7 separate regions of the Mus musculus genome follow, and regions 2, 3, 4, 5, 6 and 7 are each linked to region 1. The links are chromatin contacts, called in public promoter capture Hi-C maps. All regions are on one chromosome and are shown on one strand. Each heading gives the region's core, a stretch centred on a gene start, on an enhancer-like site or on the middle of the called end of the contact. The rest is flanking DNA. Distances are from core to core; before and after follow the strand shown. Region 1 holds the start of Cenpc1 (centromere protein C1). Region 2 holds the start of Grsf1 (G-rich RNA sequence binding factor 1). Region 3 overlaps Rufy3 (RUN and FYVE domain containing 3). Region 4 overlaps Rufy3 (RUN and FYVE domain containing 3). Region 5 holds the start of Tecrl (trans-2,3-enoyl-CoA reductase-like). Region 6 overlaps Enam (enamelin). Region 7 holds the start of Dck (deoxycytidine kinase).

Region 1 (2,910 bases), core at 202-2,701:
TGTTCTCTTTTAGTATTATTTTATTATAAGTGCCTTTAAAGATTGAATTCTGACATAACTAAGCCTTCGCCAGTGTTCCGACATCCCAAAAAATCCTTGAAGCCGACAAACTTGGAATTCAGTAAGAAGGTTATCTATTCAGTAACATTCAAATTTACTTCTAATTCACACTGGCCTAGGGAATAGGTGGGTTTACCATGAAAGAGTTAGGGAATCCCCGAGACAGGTTTCTTCACTAGGTCCAAAAGAAACAACATAATCAGGCATTTACTAAGAACCCCTAGTGGTGGGCTTAACAATAAATAGACTAGCATTACACCAGGCTCCCTTCTTAGTGGCAGTGGCCTGGTCCCTGCCTTCTTTTGATGTATACATTCCTTATGTTTTGTGTCACTGTAACTCGGTGGATGTATCTCGCCTTGGTTCTTGTTATTCTTCTGTATAAAAAGTTCGATGCTCGACTAAACTGTCTTTTCATACATGTTAAGCATGCATAAACACACACACAACTACATGATAGAAACCATCAACGAAGGTTTTCTTTCAAAGATAAATTGAACTGCTGAGTTAGGGAGGAAATAGGGCATAGTAATCATACAAAACTTGGAATGAATATCAAGTGTGTCAAGAGACATAAAGTGGCAAGTCGTGGCCCACATCAAACATTCAAAGCTGGCACCTTTTAAAATATGATTGCCTTGTATAAAGCTTTATCATTAACAGGTGTCCCATAAATATTAGACTCTTCACATAAAATAGTATTTCGAAATTAATACTCGAGGTTTTCCAGACCATCAAGACTGGCTTGTACAATAGTCATGAGTATTTGGAAGACTGAAAAACGGGAAAAGGCTGAAATGTAGAAATGAAGGAATCTCTTCCGGGGGGGGGGGGGGGGAGCAGGCACGGATGGATGAGCTTACGACGTGAACCAGTAACAGTCCAGTTACTTCCACTACCAGTACACCAGCACACCTGATTTGTTACCTGTGCAGCTTTTAAGCCACCCCAGACAAGCCCCACCCCACCCAGACAGGCGGGACTAGGCACCCGCTACCCGATCCCTCCGCACCCCTCACAAGCCTCCGCACCCCTCACAAGCCTCACCCCACCCCACCCCGACAAGCCGGATATGCACCCGGTCCAGCACAGGGCGAGCGACGCATCGCGCAGGCCCGATCCAGACCCGCACTTACCAGATGGAACGAGGCCATGGTTCCGGCCCACTAGGTCAAACGGAGGCCTGAGAGGGAAACCCAAGCCGGCCAGGGTTCCAGGAGGGTTAGAGTAAGATTGCGGACGGAGGCGTCCCCAGAGCTGCGCGACCCGCACTTAACACTCAGCCGTAAATAAACAGCAGCCACCAAGAAAAATAAATGAATAAAAGTCAAACGAGCCACGCCTGCGCACAAGCCTAGCTTAGCCGGCCGTTAATTGGCGTTTTTTAAAGACTCCGGCTCTTGTTCCCGCCCATTCGCCTGTTACTCACCTATCAACCCGCCTTTCTCAGTTCGCCCCGCCCTCCTGCCCAGCGCGCCTTGCTCTTCCGCCCGCGTCTCAACCTCCCACTCATCGCCCCGCCTCTCACCCGTCGCCACGCCTTTCACCAGTCGCCACGCCTCTCACCCTTCGCCACTCCCCTCGCCGGTCGCCACGCCTCTCACCCTTCGCCACTCCCCTCGCCGGTCGACTTGTCCGGGCTTTGTGTGGACTCTCCTGTTCTACTTTCTTCAGACAGTTTGTTGCGTCTATGACTGCTCGTATTTAGAAAGCAGGTGTTGAGCACCACCTGTGCTCCTTGAGATAAATGTATAATACATCCCAGCAGTTCTACTACGGATTAATAGGTAATACTTAAAAAGGATTACAGGTAGAAATTGCTGGCGTTTTGAGCAGAGTACACTACGCAGATTCGTCAGCTGCAACCCGCCCATCTATACAGTATCTCTGAAAATAGTAATGCTATTCTTTTTTCAAGTATTTAAAAATTATTTATGAAGCAAAGGCATAAATTATATATGCATATCAGTAGAACGAACATAATGTTTTTAAGAGAAAGTGACTGCTTCTGTCTTATGCGAAAATTAAGGTAATGACCCCAATTGGAAAACAAGGAAAATACACCGATGTGTATTTTGTCCTGTCCACGTGACTCTAGGTCGCAGCCTGTAGCTGCTCTATTTCCTTAGGAGACAGAATGCCATAAATACATACATACATACATACATACATACATACAGAAGGAAGGAAAGAAAAGAGAGAGAGTCTGCAGGGATGGAGCGATGGCTCAGTGGTCAAGAGCGCTTGCTGCACTTTTAAAGGAGCAAAGTTCGATTCCCAGCACCCACAAAGCAACTCAACCGTTTGTAGCTCCAGTTCCAGGGGATCTGACACCTATTCCGGCCTCAGCTAGCAAAAAGCACGCACGTGATGTCCTCGCAGGCAAGCAGACAAAACAATCATACCTATAAAGTGAATAAATCTCTTTTTAGTGTAGATTATTTTAGAATGATGGGGCTCCATATGAGCTGAATGTGCTCATGATTGCAGCGACGCTTGCCCGGCTCGCCAGTCAGATCCGCCAGAGGGCAGCAGAGGTGCTGCAAACTTACTTATTTATCATATTCTCCAATGGGAAGCTACAGAGTCCAGGCAAACTGTACAACAGCTACGACTCGATAAATCTCCAAGAGGAGTCAGCCGACCCTGGCGGCTGAAACGGAGACTTTCTCCTGCGTTGAAAATCATTTTGAGACGGTTGTCCTCGGTTGCAACACGACACTTTGTGGGAATTTTGAACAAGACCTGTGACCAAAATGAAAGGGCAAGATGCTTGAGTTGCTCAACATGCAGACGCTGTTTGCTGAAAAAGCAGTTGAGAGTGAATCGACTCTAGAGAATCACATCAAA
Region 2 (3,000 bases), core at 69-2,568, 2.6 Mb after region 1:
TGAACCACCCAGATATCACTAATTCAAGCAGACGCAAAACTAAATTAAGATAAACATGGCCAGTGGCGTTACCAGGTTAGGTAGACACTTCCCAGATGCCACATAAACCGCAAAAGAGAAATGTCCCACATATACAGAGGACCAAATATTTGCAATATGAATTCTTACAATGTCTTTCTGAAAAGACGGGAAACAAGGGAAAAGATCGTGGAGTGACAACCGAAGCCCCCAAGTCCTCACCCACGGACGCCCCCGCCCCACACACACACGTTCTCTCCCAGTTTCCCACGGTCTCCCCACAGCTCTCCGCGTCCGCAGAGCCCCGCTGCACCAAAGGTCCTTCTGTCAAGGCGAGTGGACTTGCAGAGGTGACCTTCAGTCAGGTGGACCGCCCGCCTCTCCCCGCGGACAAGGGAGAGGGACGCGCGGGGGCTGTCCCAGGCTAGCCCACGCTCCCGTGCGCGCGGGGCTGCGCGTCGGTGGCCGGCCGAGGAGGCCCGAGCCGCCCGGCCTACCGCTCCCACCGCACGCACGGCCGGCCCCGACCCTCCGCGGGCTCTGGCCGCTCAGCTTCACCTCCAGCGGGCATAAGGCTAGGGGGGAGTCGGGGTGGGGGGCGTCGGCGGCGCCCCCAAAACCTACCATGGGCCCGGCGGGAAACAAGGCCTCTACATTCACCCCAGCCACACTTACACTGCCCAACCGCCCAGACTCGGAGGGAACAAAACAAGAAGAGCCGGGGCCGTGAGAGCGTCCCTTGTTCCCGTGCCCAATAGGAGGACGGAGCGGGAGGGAGGCGGGGGTGCGGTGCGTGCCGCGGATCCCCGGGCGCGCACGCGGGGCGCTCGCGGACAGACCGACGCGGGCGCGCGGCCGCCGAGGGTCCCGCGCGCGGCGCCACGTACCTGACTGTAACCCCGCGCCGGGCCCGCGGCGGCTGCCAGCGATCGCGGAAACAGCGGGGCGCGCAGGGCCGAGTAGGACGCGGCGGCGGCCGCGGCGGCGGAGGGACGGGCAGGGATGGGACCCGCCAGCCTCCCGGCGGCCGCAGGCCCGAGCTGCAGGCCCCGCGTCTGCGAAGCGGCGGCCGCGGCGGCCCCGAGGAGTAGCAGCAGGCGGCGGCGGCCAGAGACGCCCGACGGGAAGGTGCCGGCGGCGGAGTAGAAAGGCAGGCAGGCGGCGCCGGTCCGCCGGCAGCTGCTGCAGTTGCAGCCGCAGCCCCGGAGCAACGCGCCTAGCACCCAGCGCGTCCCGGCCATCGGCTCCGGAGGCGGCGCGGGGCCTGGAGGTGGCCGCTGTGGCGCGAGCGGAGGGGAAGTGGAATCCAGGGCGGGGGAGGGGGCACCGGGCACATGCGCCGCGCGCACCCGGGGCTGAGACGAGGCTCGGAGGCGGAGGTGAGCGAGCGGCCCCGCCCAGGCTCCGCCCTCGGGGCGGGGCTTTCCCGCCGGTAAGGGTGTGGGTGGGGTGACCTGAGCGCCTCCAGAGTGGAAGTTGTCCCAGGCTCTCCTGCTCAGGTTAGAGCTGAGGTCTGCGGGTCACCGAGGCCCGGCGAAGTTTCCGGAAGGAATGGGTTACCTAGCTCTAAAACGTTTTGGGACGACGCTGAGGGGGCGTTGATACCCCAACCTCAAAATTCGTGCAGAAGGCCAACTTTGTTTTGAACGGAAGCACTGATTTTATAGTATATGTGAGATATGTATATAATATTTATCATATATTATATAAAATAAAGCCTTCCTTAGACAATATAGTCACAAGTGAAGGTGTAGAGATTTGCAAATAAATACATGAGTGGTTGTGCAGTTTTCTCCTATGTGGCAAGGACCTGTCAAAGGTAAAAAAATAAAAATAAAAAACTAAAGACAAATGGGAGTTCTTAGAGTAAAAATATGAAGGAGAGGCTGATTGGTTGTGGCGGGGGTGGGGTTAGGAGGCATCTCTGTGACTGGGTAGTGTAGTTCCGTGGCAGGGTAATCGCTTAGATCACCCCAACCTCCTCGTGGGGGTGAGGAGACCAATATAGGGCTCTCTATCGTGGAAAATCTTAACATATTTCAAAGTTTTTGAAATTCAATTCTTGTTCAACTTCCAGAAGTAAAGAAACCGCCTACATTTTCCACTGTTTCACCTTTATCCCAGTGCCAGCTCTAAAACTTTTTTTTTTAAGTTAACTATGTAATGGCAGTCATCCTATGGTATTCATCTTAAAACAATACGGACTTTTTTATTATTAGTTTAATGTATTAATATATGGGTGTGGCCACGGAGACCAGACAAGGGCATCGGATCCCCTGGCCCTGGAGTTAGAGACAGCAGTGAGCCATCATGCAGGTGGTGGGAGTTGAACCTGGGTCCTCTGAAAGAGCAGCCAGCACTCTAGACCCATAAGCCATCTCTCCAGCCCCAGTACAGACTTTTGAAAGGTTACGTTCTGATAAGTTACCTTTGAGACATTTAAGATGGTTGGGCTTAAACTTTGGCTTGTTTACTCTGGACTCCTTTTAGATTTAAGAAAACCAGGTATTTCACAAATGAAAACATATTTCTGTCCAAGAAGGAAAGAATAGAAAACCTGACCGGCTTGTTCCTTTTATACCCGAGATGTGTAGAAGAGGTTCTTCCTCTTTTCTTCGGTGAGACACAAACCCTAAAGCAGTGGCTGGCAACCTTCCGAATGCTACATCTTTACAACAGCTCATCTTGTGGTGCGCCCCCCCCCCAACCATAAAAGTATTTTCATTGCTACTTCATAATTGCAATTTTGCTGCTGTTGTGAATTGTAAATATCTGTCTTTTTTCCATGGTCTTAGTTGGCACCTGAGGAGCAGATCTCAACCCACAGGTTGAGAACCTCTGCCCTAGAGGTTTTTCTTTTCCTGTCAGGCTGGGGACCAGAGATGCCTCCCGAACCCTCCGTAAGACGTTTTCCACTGAGCTATACATTCCCAGCCTGGTTCTATTAAACGTTTCTCTTTTGTATTGCATCTGTGTGTTTAT
Region 3 (2,937 bases), core at 245-2,744, 2.6 Mb after region 1:
GGACAGCGAGGGCTCCCAAGGCTTGGGCGTGGGCTGTGTGGAACTGAGCCCATGCCTGGAGACCAGCCAGATAACGTGATGTCTTACTAAAACTCAAAACGCTCTTCCTCGCTTGCAGGCAGCTTGTTTTCACCCAGGAAACTGCAACTCCTTGTTAGGAGTTACTGTAAGAGTTGCCCTACTGACCCGGGTGCTCCTACCATGCGTTCTGAATTGCCACAAAAGGAGTAAGCTGCCTTTACATGTTAGGGCATCAGTAGTCCTACTGTGCTCCACTGTCTTCCAGCTCAGTTGTCCATATGTTTCTGGGAATTCCTCAGGCATTAAAACTCAATTGCTGAACTTTAAAGGGCAAGGTTTGGCATTCTTTAGAATATATGACTACAGAAATCAGAATTTTCATTCTCTCCTCTCCCATCTCACCAGGACTCAGCTGGAGTTAGAACTGAAACAAGAAAAGGAGAGGAAGTCACAAAACAGGGGCACCCCAGGGAAGGGGGCCCAGAAGCCAGAGCTGCGCATGGTAACGTGTGTTCCCCGCTCGCTTGCTTTATTCCACTTACATTCTGTGAGCCGCTTGATGGGTCCGCCAGGTCTTTCGCGGCCCACTGCTTAACTGCTCTACCGACTGCAGACAGCAAAGCAGGCTGGGGTGGGAGGACAGTGGGATCCTGAGCTCACCTCTAAGGTGATCTTGCTCAGGTTGGAAAAGTGACTCCTTTCCTCTGCTGTTTAGTAAAACTATTATGGCATTGTAATAAGCATGTATTTCTTGGAGTCCTAATACATGAATGAACATATGCAAGGAGGTCCTTTGAGGAAGAGAAGAAACTAGAGTTACAGAAGGGAATGGCATGTAGAATGGTTAAAGAAGAGAATAAAACTTTATACTCAGTCTTGAAAGGTCTCTAGCACCTGCAGGGGTGAGCAGCCACAGTTCTGCAAGATGGTCTATGGCACCGTCCTCTGGAAATGATGCGGGGTAAAAAGCATGAGACACTTCAGTCAGAGAGCAAGCGCCTTTGTGTGTATTAATATGGATAACGACGTGGGGAATTCTTTTCCATTTTCTAGAGAACAAGCTGCTAACTTGCTGCAGTACAGTGGAGTAATGAGCAGAAAGTAGTTACACTGTACACGTTACTGGTGGAAATGTGCAGACCAGCCGTGCCATGTGCTCCTCACTACTTAGTTGAGCGCATGGAAATCTGAAGGGTGTAAGGAGGTCTGCCTGGCTGGCTGTACTTTCCCAAGCAGGCTGCAAGGTCCTCAGTCTTGATTTGCCCTAAGTAGAACTTCTCTTCCCTGATATTTGACTGCTCTAAGAACTTGGTAAACCTTTGAGAATAGGTGGGAAGCAGTTCAGAGCAGGCAGTGGTATGTGTGTATATATTTTCTCACAGAAGTTGACCTAAAAACTACCCAAGCCTGCCTTGCCAGCCTGGGGCCATTGCCCTTCTACCAGGAAACTCACTTGAGTACAGGCTGGAGTCCGTGGCAGTGGGGCAGCTATGTGAATGTTCAGAGGATCATACAGCTAGTCAGAGAAAAGTCAAGACAGGTACTTTTCCCAAGAGCCGACTTCTCTTGAGCCCACTGAAGAGGACATTCCTTTGGATTTTGTTTAAATTCAGAAAATAAAAAATGCTCCAGAAATATCTACTTCTAAACTGTATCAAAATTATTTAATAACTACTTGGTGTAGAGTATGAGAAAGCTGCTTTGAAATTAAGTCCTTTCTCTAAAACAGAAAGGGAGGGAGGGAGGGGAAGGGAAGGGAAGTGGGGGGTGGGGGTAAGGAAAGCACTTTCTCCTCAGGCCGAGGAAACCTGTGATGGTATCACAGTTTAGTGTCCCGAAGACTTAATGGCTGAGCTATTATTTTCTTTTGGCAGGATGGGAAGCACAGAATCCAAGAGGAAAACGTTAAACTAAAGAAGCCGCTGGAAGAAAGCCACAGGTGTTTGTAATGCGAGTTTCTGGAGTGGTGGGAAGGGAGCTCCTGGTGAACAGCCACTGAGCTATATAAAGTAGAAGGCAGTTAAGGGAAACCACACAGCACAGCAGCTGGATCACAGGGCAGTCAGCCTGTCCTGGGATTCTGCCATGATTAACCCCTTAAATTACCACTTAAAGACATTATATCAGTTGACTGTAATACCTACACCTGCCAGCCACTAGATACGTGAAGCAGGAGGAGGTGAATTCAGCGCCAACTGGTATATGGGCTATACTGGTAACCTGTCAAAAAATGAAGTGTGTGTGTGTGTGTGTGTGTGTGTGTGTGTGTATTAAATTGGAATCTGAAGACCATGAAGCTCCATAGTTCTTAAGTTTGTAAAGGAACACTAGTGTGATTGTTTCCACGCACCTGCTAAGTTGGAGGTGAATACCCTCATTCCCTTATGCCTTACTTTTTTCTTTCCCGTAAGGATCTCAGCTTTCCTTCATCCCTGTTTCTTAACTTTCATCTGATCTGCTTACTATGAAAAGCATAGGCGCTGGACAAGGTGGTGCACACCTTTAATCCAGCACTCAGGAGGCAGAGGCAGGTGGAGCTCTGTGAGTTTGAGGCCAGCCAGGGCTACACAGAAAAATTCTGTCTTGGGGGTAGAAAACAAAAAAAGCATAGGTTTGTTGGGCGGTAGTGGATACACAAAAAAATCCTGTCTCAGAAGAAAAACAGAGAAAAGCATAGGCCCTGACTTTTTAACAGTAATTTTACCATGTTAGAGAAAAAAATATAATGCTACCGCCTGACAAAGGCAATCCAACTATAGAGCATTCTAGAAAAATAAAAGCAGGTACACATCTGAAACAATCTTGGTTCTCTTCCCTACCCTCTGGGACACTCCCTCTCCCTGCAACTCTTAGTTCCGTCCCCTTTTCCCTGTCCAATCACAGACCTCCTCTGCCCTAATGTAATTGGTCAGGGAA
Region 4 (2,930 bases), core at 74-2,573, 2.5 Mb after region 1:
CCACCACGCCCGGCCCTAGATACTTTTTTAATTCTTGTTTTATGCATGTGAGTATCTTGCCTGCATGTATGTCTGTGCATCTACCTTATGGCTATAGTGCACACAGAGACCAGAAGAGGACATCAGATCTCCTAGAACTAGGATTATAGACACTTGTAGGCCACCATGTAGGCGCTGGGGTTAAGCCCAGAACCATAAAGTCATTTCTCCATCCTCACAGTTCCAGGATTTTTGTCCACGTTTCTGTTAAAAGTCACAATGACATGCTTATTGGTTGCTGTGCCTGTGAGCATATATCACTGCTGTTCTGTGTGGGAAGCACCCAGTGGCCAGGGTGTGTACACCAAGATGGACTCAGCACAGCCTTAACTTTGGGAGGAGGAAAAGGGGTGGTGGCATCTTTCATGTAGCTCAAGTGCCTCAAAGTTGCTTCTCCTTTCTCTCCATTCCAAGTGCTAGGATATCCTGCATCTACTGCCTTCCTGGGTGTTCAGAAAATAACCCCTGGGGGCTGGAAGATGGCACCGTGGATAAGGTGCTTTGCATTGGGAGCCTGGGACCAGTTTGTGTCTCCAGATTTTGTGTTCAGTCTGGGTGCGATGGTAGGCATCTGATGCCAGCCCTGGCAGAGGAGAGATGGGAGGATGGATGGATGGATGGATAGATGAAGCTCTCCGCAGTCATTCTAATGTAAACAGGGGGCTCTGGGTTCAGGCGAGCCAGTGTCTCAGAAAAGAAGAAGAGAAAATAATAGAGGACATCGCCCTCTGTCCTACACACACACACATACACATAACTGTGTCCTACAATAACACATACATGCACATACACATCACCCTGTATCGAACATACATACACACACGCACACACACAGACACACACACACACACACACACACACACACACACACACACACACATACTAACACACATCTTTTGCAATCAGCCCCAGTAGCAGTTGGTCCTGGTTTTATATTGTCAGGTTCCCAGAGTAGTGATTACACAAGGCAGTCTTTGTGAACTCCATGCCAGAAAGCCGGGGCAAAGTGCTCTGGACAAAGTTCATCTTTTCTTGTTCTGCCGGGAGAGCAGTACGGCAGGTCACCCTCCTAGGTAAGTTTTTTACCGTCCTAGCCTCTGGGGTTCTATAAAATCCTAAGTCTGGATGAGAAATGTCAGTGGCTTTTACTTGTATTCCAGTTCCAAAGCTCCCAGGATTGCTGGTGGAGAACTGGCCCCTGTAGCCCCGCTGCGGTGGGTAGATTGGTTCTGGGTCTCTCTGAAAAGCTTCCTGTCCTTCCGGCGGGTGCTCCTGCATTGCTGTCTACTCTGGTGGCTCTTTGCAGAGTCTAAGCGGTTTGCTCTCCGCTGACACACCTTCTGTGTTAATCTTTAATGCGGGCCTTAAAAATGGACTGGTTTTGTTTAGTTGGTTGTTCTGTTTTGTGACAGTGCCTGGCCATGTTCTCCTGCCTCCACCTACCAAGTGCTAGGGATTATAGGTGTGTTTGTGTACCATGGTGCCTGCTTCCCTTGTGTATTTGAAAACATTAATTTCATATGTGTGTGCGTATCTGTCTGTCTTTTTGTGTGTCTGTGTGAATGTATGGAATGTGTCCTGAGTATGCACAAGAGACAGAAGAGGAGATCAGCTGTGTCAGAGCAGGAGGGAGAGACAGTGAGGCGGGGTGGGGCGGGGTGGGGTGTGGCAGTAGGCTGGTTACTCAGATGTTGGGACCTGAACTCTAGTCTTTGTGATTGCTCTTAAGGACACATCCATCTCACTACTCCCCACCCCTCACCGGGTGGAATGGAGTGCAAGAGTTCACATGAGCCCTCCTTGGGTTGTCAGCCTCAGTGTCACAGATAACTAAAGTCGTCCGTTCTCATCTCTGAAATACGAATCATTTTCAGATTGTTGTAGCAGTGCTGATGCTTAGATGAAATTGCCAGAGTCCCAAGTGCTGGCTGGGAGAACAGTGCTGGGCCATCCACCTGCACTCTGCGCCAGGTTCATCTCCTTTCTTTTTGACAGGGGTGTCATTACCATTACTAGGAAAAGTTGCACATTAAAAGTTATTTTATTTATATGTATGTGCATATATGCATACCACACATGACACAGCTTACACATGAAATTCAGGACAGCTTTGGGGGTTCATTTTGTCTTCTGGGGCTTGGTCTTCACGTCAAGGCCAAGCTTCTGTATCCACCCGAGCGCTGCTGCTGCTGCTGCAGTGTTACTGTGTAGCTTAGGGACAAGCCGCTTACCAGCTATGGTTAAATATCCGCCGGGCTACATAAGTACCTGCTATATTCCTTATCCATGAAGAGAAATAGGCAGGGAAAGATTTAGTCTGCTCTGCTCCCTAATTTGGGGTCCTTATACAGTTTTATCATTAACCTCTTGACTTAAAACAGACTGTGTTCATATGCCCCTTAAAATGTTATCACAGGCCATTAAGATGGCTCCACAATAAAGCCCCTCATCTCCAAGCCTGGCAGCCTATAAGCTAAGACCCACATAGCAGAAGGAGAGAACTGAGTCCAGCAGGTTGTCCTCTGACTTCTGCATGTCTGCCATGACACATGCACTCACATATGAGCATACACACACAGAGAAATAAATAAATTAATAAGAATATTATGGGGTTGTCATGATAGCTTAGTAGGCAAAAGTGGACAGATAGGTCTGGAGACCCTAGTTCAATTTTCAGAAGACGAGAACTCACCCCACAGAGTGGTCCCTGACTTCAGGATTCGTCCCTATATGTATCATACGTATACACACAATGATAAATAATTTTTAAATTATTTTTAAAATGCGATTACTGCCAGGAGTGGTGGCGCACGCCTTTAATCCCAGCACTCGGGAGGCAGAGGCAGGCGGATTTCTGATTTTGAGGCCAGCCTGGTCTACAAAGTGAGTTC
Region 5 (2,729 bases), core at 184-2,683, 2.7 Mb before region 1:
TTTAACATAAAACATATTTCTCACTTACAGAAATATAGATTTATAAGATTTCCAACTATATACAAGTTGATGATTAGAATGTCCTTAGTGTTACTTGTGACCTGCACTAAAATATAGCATTTTAATGTTTTTTAACCTAAAAGTAAATCATTATGTTTAAGTTGTAAATTACTGCCATTACAGTTAGTAAATTTGAACATATATAATGTTTTTGACAGTTATGAAGAGCAGTGAACAGTACTATTACCTAGCAATCCACCTGCAGTATGCTTACATAGAATAAGTGATTGGATATTTTGTTTATACAAAAAACATTCAATAGTGTTTCTATAAAACAAAATACATAACTTTTTTGAAAATATCAATGCTGTAATGAATTGAAGTTGCTGCCTTTTCAAATAGATGAAAAACATTTTGGTGTATGATACATGCCCTTAAATCTTCAATAAACACATTTTCATACTTCATTTTTTTTCTGATCTAAGATATACAGATTACAGCATTCTTCTTGAAACATCTGTGCCTACAGATGCAGAAAGAGGGGACATTTAAAAAGCTGTATTCTTTAAGACTTTAAAGACTGCTCTTTAAAAAGGTAAAAGCTTTAGAAAAGTAAACAACAAAAACAATATACTAAAATATATTAAACGTTTACAATCTGGACACATACTAAATACTTTTAACTTTTATTGCTTTTATTTTCTATTTTCTACAAGCACTTGTAAAATGGTGTACATTTTATTGCTATAAAAGCATGAAAAGAAAAAATTTTGATGCAATCTGTGTTTTATTATAAATGTTTTTACTTAGGGATTATAGGCAATACAGCAGAAATTGAAATGATTATTTATGGTAAATATGAAAATGAAGCAAAAGTATATAAGGCAACTTCTTCACTCAAGAACTAAGTTTGATGATTAGTAATGCATTTAGCAAAGTCCTGTCATTTAATTTTGAAGTTAGTAATTTTGAGCCTAACATGAAACATTTAAGAAGATAAATAAAGCTTACCTTATCCACAATACATATTTGTTTTCTTGTATGAGCATCCAGTATTTCGATCTCAAAGTGAGTCGTTTTTGAATGTTTGACTGCTGTAGTAGTTTTGAGCGGGCCTGCTGAGAGTACAAGTTGTGACAAAGAGTGGAAATTTCTCGCATTATTCTTCATTGTGGACTGTGGCAGTCCCTGGAATAACAATTCCCTCTTGCGTTCCAGGGACTTGTGCCTTTTGAACATTGTGTGAACTAGCAGGGGAATCTGGCATGTAAACAGGAGATACTTGCAAGAGTACTCCCTTTGTGCCTGTTAAACACTGCTGTGGACGCCCTGGAGGTCAAGTGGCATGCCATTCCAGCGGTCTAGTTTTATTTAGCAGGCTGGGAAACAATGACCGATCTGATTTCTATATATAACACTATTGAGAACTGCTGCAGAGTAGTACATTGCCTTCTGCATTTGAATTATTTCTTGCTTTCTCTTTTTATCTCTGTTACTTATGAGTACTCTTATCTGAAATTCCAAAGCAGAAAAGAACAGAGTGCTTTTATTATCTCCCAGTTCCGGATACAGTAATCTTCAAACCTATTACACACTGGTTCTCATTCATACATAATATACTCCAGCAGGGTGACACCATATAGGGTGAATCATAACGCTGCAAAATATTATATAAGACAGTTAAATTGAGTCTATAGTTAAAGTCATAAGATACACATAAAGTCAGCTATAGGATGAGTTTCATTTAGTGACAGAATTAGAAACTTAGCCCAGAATGAGAAAGATTGAACGTTCATAGAGAAAAAACCTGGCAGGCAGCATATATTGTAACCATGTAACCACATAAAAGGCAAACTGGAATACATTTGAAAAATACTCTTTAAAAATGTAAACATTATATAGCATATAATATATATATATATATATATATATATATAAACACATATATACTCATATGTATAAGGTATATGGATCTATCTATCTATCTATCTATCTCTATATATATCTAATTATAAGATATATAAAGAAACACAGATATATATGTATATATATATGTATATATAATTATATATACCTATGTAGGTCTATTTCTCTCACACTCTCTCCATATATATATACACACACATATGTGTGTGTGCATAGATAGATAGATAGATAGATAGATAGATAGATAGATAGATAGATAGAGAGAGATAGAGAGAGAGATAGAGAGACAGACAGACAGACAGACAGACAGACAGATAGATAGATAGATAGATAGACAGATAGAGAGATAGATAGAGAAAATTCTGTGTTTACCCTGAATTATTGTTTGAACAAAAAACTCAGAAATTTGACTAACAAGACATTATCAATGATAATTATCAGTTTGGAAAGGAAATTAAATTAGAAGAAACTTCACAAACAGTAAATTTTAAAACTATTCACGATAAACTCAAGCCAGAGAGAAGACCCCGTGAGTAAAGGACCTTACAAGCAAGTCTGATGAGCTGATTAGGGCTCCGGGTTCCACAAGGTGAACTGAGTAAACTAAGCTTGCAAATTGTCCTCTGACAACCATAGGCATCTCAACACCCAACACACACACACACACACACACACACACACACACACACACACACACACCCACACACCCAACACACACACACACACACACACACACCCAACACACACACACACACACACACACACACCCAACACACACACACACATACACACACACACACACA
Region 6 (2,700 bases), core at 122-2,621, 2.4 Mb after region 1:
TTCCTTGCTCACTGTGCTCTTCATCTTTCAGAGGGGACCACCAACAGCGTTTGGACGGCCAAAGTTCAGCAATGAAGAAGGAGTAAGTACGAGTGGCTCTGTCACCCTGGTTAAGAACTATAGTCTATCAGCTGCTATCATTTAACCCAATGCCACAAGAACTTAAAACCATCGCTAAAAACGTCTTTAACTCGAGCTCTCAAGTTTTTTTTTTTTAAGTGAAATAAAATCAAGCCAGTAGTGTGACTAAGTGTGATGCAGTGCTGGTTGTGGCAGCACCGGCCTAGTCTCAGCACAGCAGGCAGCTGCGTGGCTTTGTCCCTAAACCCAGCACCACTTCCATGGTGCATAATCCCTCTACATGGATTGAAAGACTGTACACAGATTTGCTGTGGAAACTATTAGCTTCTTTGCAAACCTGATAGTGAACCCTAGAAAGTGAAACACACAGAAAGAAATTAAGATCATCTTAGAATATTCTCTTCACAGGAAACTACATTATTGTCTAAATATCTCATTGAATAAATACTGAAATCCAGAGAACATAAATTAATATCCAATTTTTCCTCTTGGGTTACAGGATAAACTGGACCAAACCCAAGTCTTATGATACGATACCATTTTTACTATATTCCAGGAAAGTAATCAAGTATGCCCAGTATGCCAATTCTTAGTATGTCAGCAAATAAACTGTTCTCGTGGTCCACCCTGGACTTGGCTTACTCTTTACCTCTAGCTATGTGGCATGCACTCCGTGAAGGCAGAAATGTACACCTTTGCCGGAGGAGGAAGGAGCAAGGTATCACTAAAGTAATGGTGGTGAAATATTATTTCAATAATATCACGGGACGTTTAAAATACTATATCACTATAAAATACCCACGTAAGAGTGTCTCAGGCCATTGTATACAATACCCTTACTTAGAAACTAGAACTTCAGATTTTCATAAAATTTAGCAAGTAAAACAGAGTAATTCAGACATAAACATAGGCTTAAATCTGTGTCCTATCTCTTGGGAAAACTAAGGCTGGGGATATAGCTCAGTAGTAGAAGACTTAACTACCATGCCTATGTTTAATCACCAGCACAGGGGAAAAATTAAATAACCAAATGATACACACGTCTAAAAAAATCACATAGGTTGTTAATTTAATTCAAAATTATTAAGTATTTCCCACTGGTCTAGAAAACTAGAATAGCAAGACAATATTTTTACTTGAAAGCTTCCCATGGAGATGTCAAGTGGGAGGAGCCCAGTGAAATAAGCAAGTCAAACCTGCTGCGCTGGTAACCACAGCCGAAGGCTGCAGACATGAGCAGCAGAGCCTGAGTCCAGCACTGTTCCAGGAGCCAGGTGCACCTGGCTGTGGCACTCAAGCTGCATCTTGAAGTCAAGTGTGCTGGGAGGGCTGAGGGTGTAGGTGGGAAACAGTTAGATAGGGAGAGGCCATGTGCAAAGACTCAAGAGAATTAACAGCGGAGGCAATTTGCAACCACATCAAAGTTTAAGGAAGAGGAACTAAGGTTAAAGGTCATGGCCATGACTCAGATGATTGTAAAAGTTTTAAAATGTTTAGTTCAATATGTAGCATTTATTAGAAACAAAATTCCAGATATGAAGATCTAGAGAAAGATATAGATATATTCTCATTTGACTCTCAGGACAAATTGTATGGTTTTTACTATCCTATTATTATTGTCTCCATATTACAATTGAATAATGTGAATTTAGCCAACAGTTATAGCCCTAAAAGTTGTAGAAAGTCCTGCATTGCACATGTATATAGCACCAAGGCATTCTGCTTTCTGTTATGCTAAAGAATTTATAGTTTATCCTTTAAGGGAAAGGCAATTCTGAACACATATTTAAAGAGAAAAATGTTTCCATTCCCAGAAACAGACCCCTAGTGTCTCCTACTCTGATGGAAATCATAAAGTAAAGTAAGATTACACATACAGTGGTCACTGAGAAAGCAATGTCAATAGTTTGGGAGTGGTAGGCAAAAAAAAGACAGGGCAAGGCTGAAAGTTCAGATAGAACGTTTGGACTTGGTAATTAACTGTCTGGGGAAATAAGATAGAAAGCAGAAGCTGGGGCAACTGGGTTTGAGATTAGAAAATGCTCCTTAGATGCAGGATAATGACGTTTATGGGGAGATGAACCCAGTTCTGGGTGCATTCAGTTGGAAGAGTCTGGAGCCTTACTCATTGGACCTTCGGCAAGAACTGTAGGACAGGCTTTTGCCTTTGTGAAATAAAAGCATGTATCCATATTTGAAGTTCAGGCTCAGCAACATAGGAGAGTAAAATGAGAGCACAGAAATGAGGAGAAAAGGGGATGGAATCAAAAACAAAAACTATTAATCATGATGTTGCCCTGCCTGTAATCCTGGCACTCTGAAGGCAAAGACAGGAGGATCCCTGCAAGTTTTGCACGACACTGATCCACATAGCAAGTTACAGGCCAGCCAGGGTTATATGGCAAAGCTCTATTTCAAAAATAAATAACTAGATACAATATCAAGAATTATAACAGTTAACTTGGACACTGTAGCTCACATGTGTAACCTCAGCACTCAGGGGCTCAAGCATGGGGGTTTTCACACATTCAAAGCCTAAGCAATAGTCTCATACTGTGAGATCCTAGATCAAAAAGCATTTTAACCCTAAGGTTCAGGATGTGGGCCTAAAGGCTAGAG
Region 7 (2,700 bases), core at 64-2,563, 2.7 Mb after region 1:
CTTAGCTTTATGCAGGGAACATGCATGCTGCCTCACTGTGAATTCATGTGTGTGTTGGTCATGGTGGGTTTAGAAGGCCTTGTGTCCTTGGTGTCCTCCATTGCCTCTGACTCCTAGACTTTCCCCATCGTTTTCCATAAGGTTCCCAGAGCCCTGAGGAGAGGGCTTTGGTGGAGACATCCCATTTAAAGCAGAGTATGCCAAGGTCTCCCTCTCTGCACTTTATGCCTTTGTGGGTTTGGTTCTGCAGAAAGAAGCATCTCTGATGCTGGCTACAAGAGATACTGACCTATAGGATATCACTAGGTATCATTTTATTGTTCAGTTATTGTAGCAGAACAGTATTTGGATTGCCACCTGAGCAGTGTCAGATATGTGTTACATCTCATGGAGTGGGCCTTAAATCCAGCCAGTCCAACAACTCACTTTAATACCTGCTCCTTTTTTTGTAGAAGTCGTCATTTCTCCGCTGCTAGGTCCATTTTTAGGACATATTTTAGGTCAAATGATAGTTACACGCTAAAAAAAAAATAAGTTCCTTTGTTTTTGTAGATAATTTGAATCTGACTTCCAGATGGGTAATCTTTTTACCAGGTCTATACCCTGATTAAATAGCACCTCTCTCTAGCTCAACCTAGCAGAATGCTGTGTGTGTGTGTGTGTGTGCAGAGTACATCTCTATGTATAAACATGTGTATATGACTTTAAACATTAATTACATGTTAGGCCATGGACATGCAATGTTAAGTCATAGCCATGCTGCTGAGAAACATACCTAGTGTTAGGTAACTTTATAAACAGCACGGTGTAGCATGCAAATTAAAGTGGAGACCTTGGGTGTTATGATGCCAGTTTCCAGTCTCACTTCTGGTCCCAGACTTTAAACCAGTAGCCACTCCCTCCCTTCCTTTCATTCTAGGCACTATCCTGTATGGTGGATGGTACTAGATCGCTGGTTAACGAAATAACTCTTAAGACAGTGACGGACAGCTACACGTTTTCTGTGAGAGACACCTACTGAGGCTCTTAGTTTGAAATTACTAGTTCTTACTTTTCTTCCCGGAAAAGTTCAAACCACGAAGCCTGACAGGATCCCAAAGGGCTGGTCCAGAAAAGCCTGACCCTACTCTTCCCTAGGCGCTTCGCTCAAGCTCCGCCCCTGCCCTCGAATGAGCTCATTGCGCAAGGCCCGCCCCCCGCCCTCCCACTGCTCATCCCGCAGGCCCCGCCCCCTCCGGCTCACAGCTCGTCGCGCACGGTCAGTCGCCCGGCTCTCTCAGGGTTCTCCTCACAAGCCCCGCCCCCTACCCTGCGCTCCTGGGACGCCCGGCCCGCCCGGAGGAACCACAGACATGCAGATCCCGCGAGGGCGAGGCGTATAGGGTGGGAGTCGGGGCCGTCAGGGCGGGTTCTCCACGGTCTGCCCAATCGCCTGCGCCTCCGCGCGCCAAAGTCAAAGTGCGGGTCCCGCCGGCGCGAGATTGACGCTGCAACCCGGAGCCGCCCGTGCCGCCGTGTCCCTGCAGGTTCCGCACCCGAGCCGTCTGGAGCTAGGCATGGCCACCCCACCTAAGAGGTTCTGCCCTTCTCCCTCGACCAGCTCCGAGGGGACCCGCATCAAGAAGATCTCCATCGAGGGGAACATCGGTAAGGTGTCCCCGGTGCGGTGCTGTGCTGGTGCCCCAGGATCCTTCCCTGCTGCCCTGCTCGCGCCGGCGCGGTGGCTCGTCTGGCCCGGCGCCAGCGGGGGCTTTGTGAGGCGCGCTCTGGACCAGTGTGCACCCTTTGTTGGGAACTGTTTTTTCTTGAGATGTAACTTAGGTATGCGAACCCCTTTTTAGGTGTGCTCTTCAGGTAGGCTTCACTGACTTGCGGTTTTACCGCAAAATTGAGACCGTTTTCATCATTTACATCCCCAGTTCCCTTTGCGCTTCTTTGTAGTCAGCTCTTTCTCCCTTCCCATCCCCTTACAAGCCCTGACCTGCTTCTGTTTTAATCCCTGCCAGTTTTGTTTTCCCATGATGTCCTAAACAAAACCAGAGTGTCTTGTTTTCTGTGTCTTGCTTAGTATACTAGAGTGCCTTTAAAACTCACCCATGCTGTTTATTTCTGCAGAACTTTATTTCTTGTTCTGTTTTTTTTTTTTTTTTTGAGACGGTCTCACTTTTGAGACCTGCCTGTCTTGGAACTCACAATGTTGGCCTTGAACTCTCTAGCGATTCGCCTGCCTCTGCCTCCTGTGTGCTGGAATTAAAAGAATACACCACCACGCCTGGCCCAGTGTAATACTTTAAAAAAAAAAAAAAAAAGAAAGTAATATTACAATGAGTGGTATATAGCACATCTTTGTTGTCACCATTTGGGTTGGCGTTTGTAGCAATCCCTAACACTACGCTACACATATGAGGAAAGCAGGTAATGAGTTTGATAGTGTGCAATGTTTTATTCCCTTTCCCACGTACAGGTAAGCACTGAGTTTTGGCTTAAAGACTCTTAGAGTTTCTGCCCTTAACCTTACTGGGGGAGCTACACTGTGCATGTCATTTTGCAAGGTGAGCTTGAATTGCCCATTCTTTTACATTTCCTACCACTGGGAACCAACCGACGCTTCCTGTTTTGGCACAGCTGTTAGGTTTGTGCCTGCAGGTTGAGTACTGACTATTCATGTATGCAGCGGATGTTTTCAGTTTTGCCACCTTC

The links. Promoter capture Hi-C pulls out the DNA fragments that hold promoters and counts their contacts.
Region 2: a promoter capture Hi-C map of pre-B cells shows a contact between it and region 1, with 10 times the contacts expected there. The contact joins the promoter of Grsf1 here to the promoter of Cenpc1 in region 1. A contact is called at or near these places in 4 of 39 promoter capture datasets (the 3T3-L1 cell line, embryonic stem cells, hippocampal neurons and 1 more), 2 of 484 Hi-C or Micro-C datasets (CD4 T cells and CD8 T cells), 3 of 115 datasets of contacts at active chromatin or transcription factors (astrocytes, kidney and large pre-B cells) and 2 of 9 other capture datasets (adipose tissue and liver).
Region 3: a contact with region 1 is called in a promoter capture Hi-C map of pre-B cells, with 5 times the contacts expected there. The contact joins the enhancer-like site here to the promoter of Cenpc1 in region 1. A contact is called at or near these places in 6 of 39 promoter capture datasets (the 3T3-L1 cell line, the HPC-7 cell line, cranial neural crest and 3 more) and 2 of 115 datasets of contacts at active chromatin or transcription factors (astrocytes and bone marrow-derived dendritic cells).
Region 4: a contact with region 1 is called in a promoter capture Hi-C map of liver, with 3 times the contacts expected there. The contact joins the enhancer-like site here to the promoter of Cenpc1 in region 1. A contact is called at or near these places in 7 of 39 promoter capture datasets (the 3T3-L1 cell line, frontonasal cranial neural crest, hippocampal neurons and 3 more) and 2 of 115 datasets of contacts at active chromatin or transcription factors (bone marrow-derived dendritic cells and large pre-B cells).
Region 5: a contact with region 1 is called in a promoter capture Hi-C map of hippocampal neurons, with 4 times the contacts expected there. The contact joins the promoter of Tecrl here to the promoter of Cenpc1 in region 1. A contact is called at or near these places in 2 of 39 promoter capture datasets (cranial neural crest and hippocampal neurons).
Region 6: a contact with region 1 is called in a promoter capture Hi-C map of pre-B cells, with 4 times the contacts expected there. The contact joins the enhancer-like site here to the promoter of Cenpc1 in region 1. A contact is called at or near these places in 5 of 39 promoter capture datasets (the C10 cell line, the HPC-7 cell line, cranial neural crest and 2 more), 2 of 115 datasets of contacts at active chromatin or transcription factors (bone marrow-derived dendritic cells and large pre-B cells) and 1 of 9 other capture datasets (liver).
Region 7: a promoter capture Hi-C map of pre-B cells shows a contact between it and region 1, with 12 times the contacts expected there. The contact joins the promoter of Dck here to the promoter of Cenpc1 in region 1. A contact is called at or near these places in 11 of 39 promoter capture datasets (the C10 cell line, the HPC-7 cell line, erythroid cells and 6 more), 4 of 484 Hi-C or Micro-C datasets (CD4 T cells, LSK cells, memory CD8 T cells and 1 more), 4 of 115 datasets of contacts at active chromatin or transcription factors (astrocytes, bone marrow-derived dendritic cells, embryonic stem cells and 1 more) and 3 of 9 other capture datasets (adipose tissue, embryonic stem cells and liver).

What each region holds. Positions count from the first base shown.
Region 1 is chr5:86,064,132-86,067,041 of GRCm38.p6, forward strand. It overlaps Cenpc1 (centromere protein C1), which reads right to left and starts at 1,452. Exons shown (of 19, transcript NM_007683.4): 1 at 1,197-1,452. The coding sequence starts at 1,214.
Region 2 is chr5:88,674,853-88,677,852 of GRCm38.p6, forward strand. Grsf1 (G-rich RNA sequence binding factor 1) reads right to left here and starts at 1,319. Exons shown (of 10, transcript NM_178700.5): 1 at 906-1,319. The coding sequence starts at 1,259.
Region 3 is chr5:88,643,642-88,646,578 of GRCm38.p6, forward strand. It overlaps Rufy3 (RUN and FYVE domain containing 3), which reads left to right. Exons shown (of 18, transcript NM_001289774.1): 14 at 427-523; 15 at 1,896-1,960. Among named protein-coding and RNA genes, the nearest start is that of Grsf1, 31 kb to the right of the region's middle. Within about 2 kb of position 1,495, at least 6 of the 459 cell types and tissues checked have an H3K27ac peak or open chromatin away from gene starts, as enhancers often do. A contact at or near this core is called in liver and pre-B cells, where this site is marked.
Region 4 is chr5:88,592,623-88,595,552 of GRCm38.p6, forward strand. All of the region lies in intron 1 of Rufy3 (RUN and FYVE domain containing 3), which reads left to right. Among named protein-coding and RNA genes, the nearest start is that of Gm42107, 29 kb to the left of the region's middle. Within about 2 kb of position 1,324, at least 32 of the 459 cell types and tissues checked have an H3K27ac peak or open chromatin away from gene starts, as enhancers often do. A contact at or near this core is called in liver, where this site is marked.
Region 5 is chr5:83,353,762-83,356,490 of GRCm38.p6, forward strand. It overlaps Tecrl (trans-2,3-enoyl-CoA reductase-like), which reads right to left and starts at 1,434. Exons shown (of 12, transcript NM_153801.3): 1 at 1,012-1,434. The coding sequence starts at 1,239.
Region 6 is chr5:88,498,585-88,501,284 of GRCm38.p6, forward strand. Enam (enamelin) reads left to right here. Exons shown (of 10, transcript NM_017468.3): 9 at 32-82. Among named protein-coding and RNA genes, the nearest start is that of Enam, 12 kb to the left of the region's middle. Within about 2 kb of position 1,372, at least 34 of the 459 cell types and tissues checked have an H3K27ac peak or open chromatin away from gene starts, as enhancers often do. A contact at or near this core is called in bone marrow-derived dendritic cells and pre-B cells, where this site is marked.
Region 7 is chr5:88,763,700-88,766,399 of GRCm38.p6, forward strand. Dck (deoxycytidine kinase) reads left to right here and starts at 1,314. Exons shown (of 7, transcript NM_007832.4): 1 at 1,314-1,647. The coding sequence starts at 1,557.